Regions from separate parts of the Lactuca sativa genome. Here region 1 is linked to region 2. A link is a contact called in public Hi-C data. All regions are on one chromosome and are shown on one strand. Each heading gives the region's core, a stretch centred on a gene start, on an enhancer-like site or on the middle of the called end of the contact. The rest is flanking DNA. Distances are from core to core; before and after follow the strand shown. Region 1 holds the start of LOC111912897 (DEAD-box ATP-dependent RNA helicase 8). Region 2 holds the start of LOC111902693 (acyl-CoA hydrolase 2).

Evidence for each region. Hi-C and Micro-C count contacts between places; a contact is called where the count stands out from the background.
Region 1: a Hi-C map of seed shows a contact between it and region 2, with 4 times the contacts expected there. The contact joins the promoter of LOC111912897 here to the promoter of LOC111902693 in region 2. A contact is called at or near these places in 4 of 4 Hi-C or Micro-C datasets (bud, leaf and seed).

What each region holds. Positions count from the first base shown.
Region 1 is chr7:6,102,513-6,107,964 of Lsat_Salinas_v11, forward strand. LOC111912897 (DEAD-box ATP-dependent RNA helicase 8) reads left to right here and starts at 4,072. Exons shown (of 12, transcript XR_002857370.2): 1 at 4,072-4,769; 2 at 4,878-4,938; 3 at 5,040-5,274; 4 at 5,365-5,452.
Region 2 is chr7:5,858,093-5,863,947 of Lsat_Salinas_v11, forward strand. It overlaps LOC111902693 (acyl-CoA hydrolase 2), which reads right to left and starts at 4,211. Exons shown (of 17, transcript XM_023898515.3): 1 at 4,053-4,211; 2 at 3,852-3,944; 3 at 2,849-2,916; 4 at 2,405-2,486; 5 at 2,172-2,218; 6 at 1,967-2,092; 7 at 1,759-1,836; 8 at 1,063-1,150; 9 at 831-943; 10 at 694-756; 11 at 561-616; 12 at 365-469. The coding sequence starts at 4,071.

The DNA of each region.
Region 1 (5,452 bases), core at 2,822-5,321, 240 kb after region 2:
CCGCCCGGTCCCGGGCCTTCAATCCACCTGGTCCACTCTCTGAGTCTACAATATGACTGGTCCGCCCGCACCGGGCCTTCAGTCTATCTGGTCCACTCTCCGAACCTTCGGCACGTCTGGTCCGCCCTTTCGGGGCCTACAGCCTATCCGGACCGCTCGCTGGGCCTTCGAGACAACCGGTCCGCCCTAGGTATCTTGGCCTACCGCACACAGCAGGACCCGCCTCAACCCAACTCCAGTCCAGACAACCATGTGCACATATACATACAATCATATAGCAATTCACAGTCAACAAGCAGATCAAACAGATCACATAACATATCATCCCCCTAACCAGGATACCGACCTAACAGGTCACTACCATAGCATCACCCTGTCTCTCAGGATACCGATCTCAAACAGGTCTCTATATACCATCCTAGCTCTCAGGATGCAAACATAACATAGCAACAACATAACAACAACTACCCGGATCTCAATCCGATAAGGGCCGGACTTGGTGCCTTAGACCATGTTGATATAGTGAGGATAACTCACCTTGCGAATGCCGATACTCTAAACTGAAGAAGCAGACTCTCGAACCACCAACTCACCGCAAATCCCGAACTACCCATCATAACAATAAAACATTAGGTCAAGCATACATCCACATATCGGACCAAGACCAAAATCCAAACCTCATACAAAGTCCAACATTGGCCCAATTTACCAAATTGGGCCCACTTCACCAAATGGGCCTAGAACCAAAGTCCATAACAATAATTGGGCCCAAAACACTCTGTCCATAAATTCCCAGACATGGCCCAACACCCAACTGTCCACCAGCGGCCCAAACTTAAAGCCCAAACATGAAGGTCCAACAGGAGGAGTACGCTGGGCGTACCCTCCTTGGTACGCGGCGCGTACAGCAACGACTCACAAGGGAACCGGGACACTGGCCCGCTACGCGGGGCGTACCACCATGTTACGCGGGGCGTAACTGCGAATTCTATTAAGTCCTTCTTACAGCTTAATGGCTTGAGCCCTTAAGCCCAAACTTTAGATCCATAGGCCAAATATGATTAGAAATCATAAAGTCTCAGACTTTATCACTTGGGACGTCCTTAAGCTCTTAATCCAAGGTCTTAATCCATTAAGACCCACATAACTCATACATGGAATAACTACAGCCCTTGGGACCTCATTTTTATCACTCAAGACTTCTCCAAAGGTCTGAAAGGACAACTACACTTGACCAAATTGGACTATGCAACAAGTTGAGGACTTTTGGGACAAGATTGGGGCAAAGCTTCAAAATACATAGATCTATACAATATGAAGGTCAAGCAAGAAGCTTTATACCTCAAACAAGCTCCAGAGGATGGTATTTCTTCAGATCCACAAGTTCCACACGTTCTTCTTCTTCTTTGACAACTTCCCTTTTCTCCTTCAAGCCCTTCTTTTGCCAATACAAGCTTCTCAAGGTCAAACACACTCAAATATGGAGGGAATACGAGATTAGGGTTTCTCTGAGGTTGAAGATGAGTGTAAGGAGGCTGAGGGGTGAACCATCTTATTCCTTATATAGTGGTTGGCCCTAAAAATAGGGTTTGGGATTCCTGTGAGTACGCGGGGCGTACCTCCCTGGTACGCGGGGAGTACTAACCCGGCCAACGCGCATATCATCCTCCCATTACGCTGGGCGTACGTCCAGCTTACGCTAGGTGTACCCAGCCAGACTCTAAAACTCATGCATGCCATGCATGCATGGGACCCGTCTTCCACTTATACCACAACGAGCTATAAACAATAATCATCTACGAACACCGCAACTCCTCTAATCTAAACCCACTCCCAAATAGTTTACATTCATACGGGGTGACAAGAAACCCAATGCTTCTAACACATACGCCAGCCCGAAACCTTCTCGGATGAAACTCATTTCTCGAAAAGGACCAGAACTACCTTTCTCTTAAACTTCACGGACTCATAGTCACACACTTAAAGAACGGGGTGTTACATGTTAAAAGCCTAACAGAGGACGTACGTGGGGCGTACTCCCCTGGTACGCTGGGCGTACTCTTGCTTGACGTTGACCACCATCGGAGTGGTTGACCCAGTATGCTGGGCATACATAATTTATGCGGGACGTATATGGGGTTTTGCTAGAACCCTAATAAATTCTTAACGGCTTAAGCACTTAAGTCCAAACTTCAGATCCACTGACCAAATATGCCTAAGAATCAGAAAGTCTCGAACTTTAACATTTTGGATGTCCAAAAAAGTTCTTAACACATGGTCTTAATCCATTAAGACCTTCCTACTCCATGCATGAGACACATTTAGTTATTGGGACATCATTTTTATCACTTAGGACCTCTTTAAGGGTCTGAAATGACAACTCATCTCGTCCAAATCATATCATGCACCAACTTGGGACTTTTGGGACAATAAATGGTTCCATCAAGCTAGAATGGCAAGATCTATATCATACAAGCATAAAGTTTGAAGCTTTTTACCTTCTGGAGCTTCTAGGGCACCAAACAACTTCATATCTACAAGCTTGTTCTCCTTCCCCAACTTCTTGATGCAACACCTTCTTCTCCAACCACTTAAAACACCCTCTATAAGCTCACACACTCAAGGAAAGGATTAGGGTTTGGGGAAAACGACTCTAAACTGTGGAGGATGAGGTAAGGGGGGGTTATAAGCTTATAAGGATGTTTATATAGCACTTAAACCTTAAATATTAGGGTTCCTCCTGACGTGAGTACGCTTAGCATACATAAGTGTACGCCAGCGTACTAAGGTGCGCCTAGTACGCTCAACGTACCTTATGTACGCTTGGCGTACTAACCTTGTTCTGAAAGTTGCAACTTTAGCCCTTACGCTTCTTATGGATCGACTCATCTAGCCCTAGGGACTACAAATGACAAATAATAATAATAGAAGAGATGATTCAGAAATACCTGCAAAACCTCATAATGTTACAAGTTTGGGTTTCGAGTATGCCCTCTTCATCGTTGATTCCTTGGGGTTGGGTTTGGGGTTGAGATACTTAAAATACGTTTCATGGATATAGTGTATGAGACGAAAAGTATGATCGGTGCCACCCGATAAGTTGGTATCATGGGGGTGATTCAAATTATGGGAAATATGATGGAGTATCGAGATGAAATATATTATCGACAAACGTTATTTTTGGACTTTGGACCATGAGGCGTGTTATAGTAGATGGATGATGGAGATGTGTTAAATGGATTTTTGGATCCATTGTTGAGAGTGTGATTATATATATATATATATATATATATATATATATATATATATATATATATATATATATATATATATATATATATATATATATATATATATATATATATAAAAGATGGTTAAAAGTAAAGGAAAAACATCTAATTTAAAAAATTAACATGTAAAAGTTTTTTTTTGGAAAAGAGAAAAGCTCACGGGTTTTTGTTGACGAATTTATGGTTTTTCACACACAACCACATAAAGGCGTGGTGTAGTCATGCCTGACTTAATGCCACCGGCACACCACATATTCATGATATTGTTAGGGCATGTTGTCTACCTTTTTTATTGTCACAATACACCACTCTCTTTGTTTGAAAATAAGTGACCGAGATAGAACTTTTAGTTTTTATTGTATTTTTTAAGAATTTTACTTTTAGTCATATATTATCAACTTCCATCTACGTGTTATCGGCTTTTAATTTGTAACTTTCAACTATTATCTAGTTTTGACGAACCGTTTTAGATTAAAATTATATATTTTGCTTTCATGGCTTCCATGTGAACTTTTTTATTTGAATTTTCTATTTCTTGCTTAAAACTATTTTATTGTATAATACATTATTGTATTTTATTTATAACTATATCCTTTATATTCGTTTCCTATATAATATTATGTAAGGTCTTTGTTTTTGTTTTTTTTGAAAGTTGTTTGGATAAGAGTTATTTGTTGATTGCGAAACAAAAAACCTACGTTTTATCCATTAAAAAGAGGAGAAATATCATCTATGACTATAACCCAATCATAAAATATAAATTATTATATTAGAAAATGGATTCCATTTGAGCCCTAAATAGAAAGGTCGTATCGCCATTTCTGTTCCCATCAAAAACCGATCAGTGTTCTCTCTCTATCCCGTTTACAAGTTTTTGTCCCACTTAGACTTTAGGTCAAAATGCTAACTTTCTCCATTTGAGTTCTTCAGATCGTTACTCGTAATTGCTTTGCCAAAACTGTTCTCCAATCCCAAATCGCAAAACATTGGCTTATATTTTTTTACGCCAACGATTTTGCTTCTAATTTGTTACCAAAACCAAAACCCCTCAATTCTCTCCTCTTTGCTTGTGATCCATCCTGAAATTTCAAGCTATTGTTGTGTATATTTTTTGTTTATTTTCCTATCGATTGAGAATTTTAGGCTTTTAGATCGGCGGCTAGTTGATTGATTAGTTTTTAGTTAGGGTTGTGGAGATTCTTCGGTAGAGTTGGAAATGAATAACAACTACGCACGAGGAGGTGGGGGAAGGTATCCGCCGGGAATTGGGCGTGGTGGTGGTGGGAATTATCATGGAAACCCTAATCCTAATTTCCAGCAACAGTATGCTCAAAGGAATCCAGCGCACCACCAGCAGTTTCAACAGCAGCAGCAGCAGCAGCAACAACAACAATGGCTGAGAAGAAACCCTGTGGGAAATGATTCGAGTGTGGTTGACGAAGTGGAAAAGACTATACAGTCCGAAGCTGCTGACCCTAGGTACAATTATGGTTTCATTCTCAAAAATTATGTTTAGATTTCTATAAGTATGCCTTGCTTAGTTGTTCCATTATGCTTTTCTAAGTCTAATCGTGTTTCTTCTTGCAGTGGTCAAGATTGGAAGGCACAATTGAGGCTTCCACCAGCTGACACTCGATACAGAACAGAAGTATGCTTGTGATGTTATCTATGTGCTTATGAGTTTAATTTTGGATGCGTTACATGTGACTGTTTTACTTGAACTTTGTTTCTAATTTTGTACCATTTCAGGATGTGACAGCGACCAAAGGAAATGAATTTGAAGATTACTTTCTCAAGCGTGAGTTGCTTATGGGGATATATGAGAAGGGTTTTGAAAGGCCATCTCCAATTCAAGAAGAAAGCATCCCAATTGCCCTCACAGGAAGTGATATTCTTGCAAGAGCTAAAAATGGAACAGGGAAAACTGCTGCCTTCTGCATTCCTGCTTTAGAAAAAATTGATCAAGAGAGCAATGTTATTCAAGGTTCTAAATTTAAACTTTTTTTTTTTTTTTTTTTGGTTTTTAATATCAAAATCTTTTTAGTGTTTTCTCTGAAGTTTCCCATATGTGCAGTGGTTATACTTGTTCCAACTAGAGAATTGGCTCTTCAAACATCTCAAGTCTGCAAAGAACTTGGAAAACACCTAAACATTCAGGTCAT
Region 2 (5,855 bases), core at 2,961-5,460:
CAAAAGTATGTTGCTATTTCATGGAATTTTCCCATATTAAATAGTAACCATACATGAGTATGGCAACTTACAAACAAACCATTATATTCTTGGCAGTTTTGCGATTCAACCACTAATACTTCAGTTTTCCTTTCCAAATTAACAATGTTGACCATTATATTAGGTCTCAACAGTGATTTTTCAAATTAACCATTTTAACCTCTTATATCAAGTGAAAATGGATAATTTGTAGAAATGTCTAAAAGTTTTTATGGTTTGATTGGAAAAAATAAAAGTACAAGTGAAGTGGTTAAAGTGAAAATTGCGATAAAAATATAATGGTTTTTGCGTAAATTGGCGTTTATGAAATGTGGTGGAGGTGGACCTTGCAGGACGTTTATCGTAGTTGGTTGAATTGCTAGGCTCACAAAATCTTATCTCAATAGGCCAAGGAATAAACTTTGCTGTGGCAACTTTGTTTCTGTAAGTCCTGTGACAATAACACCAACAAGCATTCAATATTCATATTATACCTTCTTAGTATTTAGGGTTTAACAAAGAATGGATCTACCAATTTTTACCTGGGAAGACGAGGATCGGTAAGGCGCCTCTCACGCAAATCTTCCATTGATAAAAGCTGAAAACATCAGAGTTAATAACAAGGAAATACCAATTTTTTACTGAGTTTGTAGAAAGCAAAGGTACTTCTGATACCAGTTCTGGATCAGGGACAGCTGGCATAGAGGGTAACTGGTGATCAAACCCTACTTCTTCTTTCTGTAATAAAAATATATCGATATAACAATAAATGGGAAAGGATTTAATCAAAGTTAATTGAATATAGAAAATACCTGAAATGAAGCAATCATTGTGAACACAACATTTCCCTTTTGTATTGCATCTATCCTTCGTGTAGCAAAACTATTGCCATCGCGTACGCGATGAACATGATATATAATTGGAACTGCAATGCAAGCATACACTTATCAGACATTTCTCCCAAGTTATTCATCAAAGACAAACGAAATGACACATCATCTAATCTAATTATCCCAACAAGCTGATAAATTGAACATGGCTTACTTTCAAGATCCCCAACAAGAAGAAAGTAAACATGTAAGCTATGAACAATCTTGAGTGAATCAACAGTTTTTGATGCTGCAGCCAGCGCCTGCATATTATTCACCATTTACAAAAACCATTCCCATCAGATTTTCAGTTTCTTATAGTAAATTACATTTGGCCCCTGAGTATAGCTGATTTTTGCAATTTCGGTCCAAAAAAGTTCTCTCTCGTAATTTTGGTCCTTATTTGAGGTTCTCTCTCATAACGCTTTTGGTCCCTTTTCCAAGTAAAATGACTGTTTTTGGTCCCTTGGTAAAGCTGGTTTTTGAAATTTGGGTGAAAAAAAAATAAACTCATTTACTTGGAACAGGAACCAAAAGCTACAAAATCCTCAAATAAGGACCTAAATTGCAAGAGAAGACCTTTTGGGACCAAAAATGAAAATAATCCATACTCAGGGACCAAACATGTAATTTACTCAACTTTTTATATTATAGAGAAATCTCTACCTAAATGAATGGGAGCATTACATATACTGGTAGGAAAATATTATTGATAATGTAGGGTGTCAAAAATTGAGTAAAAAATATAGGTATTTTCTGCAATTTTCCCTAACATGATATGCATGTATATAATATAAATATACAATATAAGTATAAAACAATGTATAATCAACTGTTCCAGTTTAACCAAAAGAAAAAGTTTTACTATTACCTGTCCAATGAACTGTCCACCAAACACTTTCCCAAAACGTGGAGCATCAGGCAACGTGATCCCTTTAAAAATGTTGACCTTCATAGAAAACATCACAAATACAAGGTTTTTTTTTTATTTTTTTTTTTTATCAACATATATAACAGGGTCAGGGATCACATGATATAGCCTGCTTTGTTTATTTTTATTTATATATTGCTTTACTTACTTCTATAGGCTCAAGATGCAATATGCTCTCTACAAGTGAACATGATTCTAGTGTTTTGTCTGCACTCCAGATTGACTTTGACTGCAACAAACTGCAATGCTCTTGGGGCAATACTAAGCAGGTCAACTGTTGCAAATAACGGGAGGGAATTAAAATAATCAAATTCAGAAAATAAAATAAGGAAAGACAGAACTATTCAAAGTACCTTAGTAAGTGCAATGACATCTGCTTGCTGTGCAGATACTGCCACACCTACAAATCAAGGTTAAATTAGTCAAATCAAGAATTATCATGAAAGGACTAGCTTTGAGTGCATTGTTGTTCCATTGAGAATTAAACTATTGTTGTTTACAGTTATTGGGAATGAAAAAAAAAACAATAAATTATATAGCAAGCGAGAATAATGATATAATGAAAGATGAAAGATGAGATTTTCACCATTGCCAAAGTAGTCATAACGTTTAAGTTGGAACTCTGGCCTATTATGCTCATCTGCTTGGACATAGCCAGACACCTCCGCCTGCAAATTTTGAATAATCATACTAGGGAAAATTGCAGGAAATAGCAACGTGCTGTCATTGATTTGTTTACCAATGTAGGCAATATATTATACTATTTACACATAATAGCAGCATACTGACATTTCTTTACCAATAATAGGCAATATGTAACAAATATATGATGCCCATATTGGTAGCAAGATTCAATTATAGGTAAAAGATAAAGGACATTGCTATTATCGATTAGAAAAGTAAGTATGTTGCTACTATGGGTAAAAAATAAAGTACATTGCTCATATTGGTAGAGCAAGAGCAAAGTACATTGCTATACGAGGCAGTTTACTCATCATTCCGTATTATTGAATCACATGGAAAACATTACCTCGCCTTCCCATATGAAGTAGATTCCATTCCCAGCCTCTCCTTCACGAACAACATACTCATGTGGTTCTTGAAAAGGAAACATTACAACTATTTAAGTCAATAAACATCTTTCATTTTGAGGGGCACAAAAACAACCCTAATTTCATAATTAAACTAGTCTAAGACTTTTAAGTAAATCATTTTACGATAATACTGAAAGCGTACTCCTGTATATTTATACTCTATGCAGCAACAATAACATATTTGCTAACAAATTTTACTGAATCAATAAGATATTCCAAATTTTATTGTATGCTTTCTCCTGATAGTTATGTAAATTGACCAACGATACCCCAGAATTATTTAGCTTCCTTTCCATACAACCTAAGTATTCCAAATTTTATGCTTTCTTAACACTTTTCAACATTCCTAAAATTCTGATGAAGCCAAGCCACACTAAATTAAACTATTACTCTCAGTCCCATATAATTGCAAATATTTACTTGGTAACTGGCACATAGCCTAAGCATAGTGTTTTACTATTCCCCAAATATCCAATCAATGACAAAACTGAAGACTGTAATATCACCAGCATAATCCATTTGAAATGGTGCAAACTCATAAATGGGTCATTTCATCTGTACAATTTTCCAGTCTTCATGGTACATCACACATATCAAACTTTCAATGCTACTAATGGATTGGAGGTAATATGATATAGTACTTGACGAATCAACCTTAGATTTGCACAATTACATTATTCAATCCATCCATAACAGAAATAAATTATTACTTGAAATCTAACAATAATAGGCATAAATCTGAAATCTAAAACAACTCAAAACACTACTTTTCTATCAAATTACCGATCATCAAAACATCAACCGGTATCAGTCTATATAGAACTAATTTATTACTGTAATATTCAAAACCCTACTTTTCTACCAAGTAAACTGATCATCAAAACATCAAATTCACCAAAATTATATCAGTCGACAATCAAAATAGAACCAACTTATTACCGTAGTGTTTAACAGTAACAACTTGTGCGATTTTCCGGAGAGACAAGCTCGGGAGCCTCTGAAGCAACGGCACACAACCCAAAAACTCGATCACTGCTCATTAATTTCAACCATATACACCAACAAAAACAATCATCTGTCACATCAATACACATTGAAACTGCAAGAGATTAGCGACTATTGATAACGAATTCAGGTTACCTGCTTCTGTAGTGTACATGTTGAACTTTGACCACAACTTTACAATAATTCGGGAAAAAACTGTTTTTCCAGTCGTATCTAGACGGCAGATAAAGAGAGATGCTCCGAGCCTCCAAGGCAACGGCAAGGCGACTATAATTTATTAGCGTCCATTTAATTTAATCACGTGTTTTCTCTTTTCCACTTCTTTTTCTTTCAATAATTGATCTAAACGGACCCATACGGAAATATGGAACATCTGTTACAAAGTAAAATGCTAAATTATATTCTTCGTTCCTATTAAATATGAAATATGAGAATAAGTAGTCATTCCTACATAACAATTTTTTCTATACACAACAATTCATACATTATATAGTTGTACAATACAATATTTTAAACCAATTACTGTGTATAAAAAAAAATTGTTATGTACGGATCAGTTCTCTATGAAAATAATGATATCATTCCTAAAAATTGACTGTTCTTTTGATTATTATTATTACTAGATTAAAAAAAACATTTATTGATAATTTCAAATCATAATATGAAAATAATGATATCATTCCCAAAAATTCATTTACAAAAAGGGTACCTGAAGCGACATCTGTTGCATCCTTTGCGGCTTCCAGGGTCATCTGCAATGCTTTCGCCTTTGGTTTCCGTGGGAAATTGGGCGTTGTTGCCTCCTTCTTCTTCGGGCAGTCTTTCGAAATGTGCCCTTCCTCGTGACACCCATAGCACACCCTTTTGCTGGCGGTGCACTCGTTGGCGTAATGCCTTGTCTTCCCACACGTATAGCAGGTCACCTCTTCGATACATTTCCCGAAGTGTTTCTTTTTACACTTCTCCCACCACTTTGTTTCGTTTCCTCCTCCATACTTCCTTAATCCAAACTTGTTCTTCTTGTTGAACCTTGCAGATCCCTCAAACTTTCTCTTTTCGCCAGCCTCAACCTTGTTGGCGGCTCTCCCCTTGATCATTTCCTCAACAAACCTGGCAGCCCAGAGAGCTGCCTCCAGAGTAGGTGCCTGGCGGACTGACACAACGTACTCCCATGGAAGTCCCATTGCATACTTATCAACTTTTGTCAGCTCGTCTAGAACGATGCGCAAAGCAAACTCCATTTTGTCAGTGAAGGCATTGGTGTATTCACCAATAGACATACTTCCCTTTTTCAATGTCAGGAATTGGTTCTCTAGCTCAAGCAGATTTTGGGCCGGGTAATACTTACGCTTGAAGTGCACCAAAAACTCTGCCCAAGTCAGTTGCAGAGGCTTATTGGGGCTTATGGTTTTCCCCATAGTGTTCCACCAGCGAACAACACCACCTCTGAATTGAGGCACTGCAAATGTGGTTTGTAGCTTGCCTTTGCAACCACATGTTATGAAGGCCAATTCCATTTCCGATATCCAGTCCATAACTCTAATTGGATCTTCTTTCCCAGTGAAAGTTGATGGCTTGCAAGTCGTAAAGTCCTTATACTTACATCCGTTTCTCTCGACTCCGTCCTCTTGGTTGTTTCTCCTTATCACCGGCGGTTCAGCTTGACCAACGGTCCTGCTATAGTTTCCCTCCTCTGATTGGCCATCATTCAGTTCTGGCTGTTCAACGGGCATCGAAGGTTCATCCCTATTATTCAGCAACAGTTGCCTCATTTTTCCCTCTGCTCAGCCATTATAGCTAGAATCATGGCTTGTACTCCAGCCATTGTGACCGGCTCAGGTGAAGCTTCTACTATCGGCACTTGCTCAATCCCTTGGGGACGAGGCTATTGATTCCTGTTTTCATTCACGTTTCCAGCTCTGCTTCGGGTTCTTGCTA